2 separate regions of the Zea mays genome follow, and region 1 is linked to region 2. The links are chromatin contacts, called in public Hi-C maps. All regions are on one chromosome and are shown on one strand. Each heading gives the region's core, a stretch centred on a gene start, on an enhancer-like site or on the middle of the called end of the contact. The rest is flanking DNA. Distances are from core to core; before and after follow the strand shown. Region 1 holds the start of LOC100382937. Region 2 has its middle 20 kb from the start of LOC103646990.

What was found. Hi-C and Micro-C count contacts between places; a contact is called where the count stands out from the background.
Region 1: a contact with region 2 is called in a Hi-C map of ear, with 2.9 times the contacts expected there. The contact joins the promoter of LOC100382937 here to the enhancer-like site in region 2. A contact is called at or near these places in 3 of 25 Hi-C or Micro-C datasets (bundle sheath, ear and tassel).

Annotation. Positions count from the first base shown.
Region 1 is chr2:136,132,167-136,134,866 of Zm-B73-REFERENCE-NAM-5.0, reverse strand. LOC100382937 reads right to left here and starts at 1,363. Exons shown (of 9, transcript NM_001175623.2): 1 at 503-1,363. The coding sequence starts at 1,255.
Region 2 is chr2:135,930,049-135,932,748 of Zm-B73-REFERENCE-NAM-5.0, reverse strand. No RefSeq gene overlaps it. Among protein-coding and RNA genes, the nearest start is that of LOC103646990, 20 kb to the right of the region's middle. Within about 2 kb of position 1,253, at least 13 of the 20 cell types and tissues checked have an H3K27ac peak or open chromatin away from gene starts, as enhancers often do. A contact at or near this core is called in bundle sheath and ear, where this site is marked.

The DNA of each region.
Region 1 (2,700 bases), core at 114-2,613, 200 kb before region 2:
AGGTGGGAGATCTCACAGCGAGAACATATCTAATGCACATGAAAGATTGGTGCACATATTAAATCATCACCACTCATTTTAGATCTAATGTCTCTGGTTGTTTGGTATATTTTGCTAAAAACACCCTCCAAAGTGGTGGTGTGTAGTGGTGGAAGGTGTTATTTGTAAATTGAATGATCAACCAGAGACGTTAGATCTAAAATGAGTGGTGATGATTTAATATGTGCACCATGTGCACCCATCTTCTATGTGCACTAGATATGTCCTCTCTCACAGCAGGCTCATGGAAATAAACAAAATTCGCCCTCTGGGTTCTTTTGGCACACCAATTCTGCTGGGATCCTCAGCTCATGGTAATGCAGTTAATTAAGGTTTACTCATGTCCCCTTTTTAAAGTAGAACTGAAGAAATGATGTACATACAGTAGCTAGGAAATCCTAATTTTGGCGCACAATTCCCTCAGTGACAAGAGGCGGGCGGAAGAGGGGAGATATAGATATACCGGGAGGCTACGAAACTCCTTGGTAAGCGTGGCGGGCTTCCCGACCTTCTTGTCGAGCGCCTTCAGCGCCTGCTTGCAGAGCCTCACCTCGTCGGCCGTGAGCAGCTTGGGGGGCGGGTCAGCGTCCGGGTCGAGCGGGTCAAACTCCGCCGCCGGCAGAGAAAGAGGAGGCGGAGTCGACGAGCGGCGGCGAGGGGCGGGGCCCCTGCCACCCCTCAGCGGCGTGTTCCCCGTGGCTTCGGTCTCGCGGCGGCGGCGCTTGGAGGCGTGGATGGTCGGGGGTGAGGGGGAGCTGGCGGGAGAGGCCGCGGGGGGAGTCGTCGGGGTCGCCGTGGCGGACGGTTTAAATAAAGCGGACGGCAGCAGGCCGCGGAAGTGGATGGGTTGGAATTCTCTGTGGTGATATGGGGTGGAAGATTTGACTTCGGAGGCAAGAAGACGACGGGTGGGTGACGCTGACGGCGACGAGAGCCGCGGGTGACGCTCGCTCGCTCTAGATCCGACGCGGAGCAGGTGGCCAGGCGCCGGCGGCGCGCGGGAAGGGACAGCACCAGCAGCGGGCTCGTCCTCGTTTTGAAATGGTGGCTTCTGCTCGCGGTTGCACGGGAGGGGAACCGGGGTGAATGGAATGGCGGACTCGACGGCGACTCGGCGAGGCGAGAGCCGAGAGGATACACGCAACGGAAAAGTAAAGCCGCTCACTGGATTCGAAACCGCCAGCAGTGGTGGGCCCAGGCCTACCATCAATGTCATGGTCTATGCACCTAGGCTATTTTCAATTGACGTTCTTTTTTATTTGTTGTGCTTTATTTTTATTTATTTATCGTGTTTTATTTTTTTATTTGTGGCGTTTTATTTTTAAAATAAACTTGCTGATGTAGCAAGGTATTTAATAAGATATTCGAGAACGAAAGTAGTATTCATTAATAATATAATATATAGAAATCTTTGTTGGTGTGACAAGGTATTTAATAGGAGTGAGAATTAATTGTATCTTAAGTAAGATACTTTTTTGACACAATATCTTAGGTTATGGTAAAAAAATGTTTGAGTCCATTCTTATCGACACAACATCACAACAATTAAATAGTTAAAACATATGCGTATGATACTGTTGGGGCCTTCTATGCCGAAGATCACTTGCCTAACCATTTTACTTCGACACAAGCTAGTGTGTTTTAGGAATATCTCTACTAATGGACGAAGCCAACCTTCGGCCAGGAAGACGTGCAGAGTAGCTTCGCACATGACGATCACTTGAAACTCGAAGATTAACGAGTGCACTTCAGAAATGTTCTTATAGGAGTACGAAGCCAAGCTTCGACAGAGAGCGACATACAAAAACACTTCATCTATATGCAAGCGGTAAAGACAGTGGCCGAAGACAGCAGCTTCAGCCAAATACTGAAAGAAAGAAGCAACTGAATGACGAAGGCTGGGACTCGTGGAGTCAAGGACGAAGAAAAGTACGTTGTTGCCCCTAAGTTGTTTGTAAATGACTTATGTAAAATTGGATGGATATTATTGTAAATCCATACTAGGTCAGTTCATCTCCCCTATAAATAAATGAACAGTACCTCGCATAAAGTACCTTTAGCTAGGTGCTACAGCTTCGCATAACTCAGCCTCTGAAACACCTTCGCGCTATCTTGCATCAAGAAGCCGAAGGTATGATTGTAAGCTTGTTTTGTATGAGAAGAGAAATAAGATGCTAAGGCATATGAGACGAGTTCTCATATCTCACTTTGTCATACTCTTCGCATTCTATTTGATTACATTCAACCTTCGTCCTCGAAGAGTTATCCTGGAGAGACAACATTTCAAGGACGAAGGCTTCTACCTTTTAACATTGTGTTGCCTTGTTTTTTATTCCATATAGCAATCGAAAACAAATGACCAACATTGGCGTCCACCTTCATATATCTCACAACCATGACAACCTTCATCACGATGAAGAGCATGACAAACCATCAAGCTTTGTCAACTTCCATGGAGAAGCTTACTCTCCCCATTATCGGGGGCTCAAGCTTCGAACCCAGTAATAAAAAGCAGAAGAAAGAAGCCAAAGAAGGGTACAACATGTTGGTGTCCAAGGACCCTTAATCAGGGCCAGATGGTCCCACATCTCCATTACTTTTTCTCAGGATGATCTTCGTCTCAAATATTACCCACACAGACATGCCATGGTTATCTCTTAT
Region 2 (2,700 bases), core at 4-2,503:
AGGTTATGTCCGACGGCTTTGATCGTCGGAGATTCTATGTTTTACTATAGTGAGGTAGTCTAAACAGCCAAACAGAAATAATGAAACTAGATCATAAAAAGGGTGGACATGTGCAAAATACACATACTCATTCGTGCCACACCCCATCGCGCCATCGTTGGAGGTCACCACGCTTCGTGCCCCCGCGTGCCGCAATAGGAGTGTAATTTCTTTTGCGCGGTGTATTGTGAAGTGGCATTCTTAAAATAAAACTAGTTTTTTTTAGCGTTGGGGCTCTAGCCCATTCCATTTACTGTAACCAACAACCCCTAGCTATTGTATGCAGGGGAGGGCGGTCGTCTCCGTCAAAACTTTGAATCTCCCTTTTGTAAATTATCTAACCTCAAGAAAATTTAAATCACGTTGTCCCAATGAGCCAAGTCCCCAATATTTTTTTTTTTGCTATATTCACCATTGATCTTTACGTCAGTACGTGCGAAGAAGTTCTGATAAATGCAACATCTCTTTACGCGTGAACGAAAATTTCCAAGTATAAAGTTTGATATCAATACACACGCGTCACGCAGGAAGACGCGTTCTTCCGTATGAGAAGGTTAAGTTGCGACATTTGGCAGTGCATGATAGAGACTTTTATGCCCTTTGAAAGAAACATTAGAACTAAGATAAGCCTTCGAGGAACAACTAACTAGCTAGCTACTAGCTAGCTGTGTTCGGTAAAACCGAGTATGCATGTGTATGCATGCATGGAATGGAATAGACGACCGTGTCCGTCTGCCCGATACATTTGGAAGATTAAATTCCTACCGCCTACAAATTAAGCCAAGTCATCGCACTTTCTTTCTTTATTTAAAATCCAACATGCCGGGCCTCGCCATTTGGTTTGTTTTGCTTGGCTTTTGACTTTGTCAACGAGATTTTATTATAATATGCTTCCATGCATTCTCTCTCGCACACAGTTTGTTCATTGATTAACGACCACGACAGCCACATGCTCCCAAAGTAGTTGGGCCTGATTTATGTTCATCCGAGATGCCCGGAGACGGCCTCGCTCGGTTTTGAATACTACTCGGTAGCCCAATATAATCGTTCTTCTTTTCTCTCCATGGAGCACATCACCGGAGATAGATTTCATGATATTTTTTCTTCAGTGGAATAGTTTCGACCTGGCAACCGCACGTGGCTGTCAGCAACCCGGGCACACAGGAGAAGGCAAGGGCGGAACAAGCCACGACGGCTGAGCCAGAACGAAGGACGGGCCGGCGCAGCCGAAGGCCCAGTTCCAGGATCGCGGGAGCAGAGTGGATTCGTTAAGCGCCAAGGCCCAAGTACCTCATTGCTAGTTGGAGGCTGACTGTAATAAATAGAAGAGACTTGTAATAAAACAAACGGTTTTAGTTCAGCAATCGAAATTTATAGCAGCGGCCACAGCGGCGATGGCTTCTCCGGCTCATCGTAGGTGAACCAACAGTGGTTGCTGACAAGTGGTATCAGACTCATCTTCCGGTCCTGGCGGCTTCTCTGCACTTTACGAGAAGTGCATGGATGGCAGGCGCATCGGATCCTAGCATCGCGGCGGCAATCGCGGCGCAGTCCAAGTCGATTGAGATTCAATCGAAGACGATGGCCAACCAGTCCAAGATCCTGGAACAGCTCTGCGATCGCCTGGAGTCTCAAGATCAGAGGTGGAGCGGCTTAGAAAAAGCAGTCAGCGCCAACGCGGACAACGTCGCCAAATTGCATGAGAAAATGGTTGAAGGGGAAATCCAGATCAGGCAGTGGCAAGCAGACCTGCGCGATCGTCTCGACAACTTTATTGCGAACACGACGACTCGGGTGGCCGTATTGGAGAACGTCACCAAGGTGTTCGAATCATGGCAGCCCCGAATCGAAGGATCTGTCGACACGATCAAGACGTCGGTCGAAGCAGTTCGTGTGGAGCTTGCCAGAGTCGCCCTTGTATTGGACCATGGTGCTTCTGAGCTTCGCACGGCGGGACCTGTCCAAGATGGATCGGCGTCGGAGCGTTTCCCGGCTGCTGGATGTTACGCTGAAGGCTCTGATAGGCACTGCTTGGTTCCTCGGCACCGGGAGTTTGGGTTCCGGGAGGTGCCACCCCAAACCAACTCCCGACTAATGGTATGAATGACAAAGGCCCAATTCCTCGCCATGTTTTTTCCTTGTATCATGATGCATATGTTCCTCCTGAGTTTCCATATCACCACAGAACACATGATTCTTCGGGGGGTTACGTTCATGGTTCTTCTTCATCATCGTTGGGCAGCCTTCCTAAAATGAATTTTCCATTGTTTGACGGAGAAAACCCCAAGTTGTGGCAATCACGCTGTGAATCTTATTTCCATATGTACGGAGTAGAGCTTAGCATGTGGGTGCAGGTTGCTACAATGCAGTTTGTTGGACCGACTGCACGTTAGTTGCAGTCCATAGAACCTAGATTGCATCTCATTTCTTGGATAGAATTTTGCACTCTGATCCAGGATAGGTTTGCTAAGAATCAACATCAATGGTTGCTTAGACAATTGTTCCATATTAGGCAAACAGGGGCTGTCTCATCTTATGTCGAGGAGTTCTCCCAATTGGTAGACCAGCTTAATGCTTATCAGCATATGTCTGACCCCTTGTACTATACTCTTAAATTTGTTGATGGGCATAGAGATGACATTAAAGCAGTAGTCATGTTAC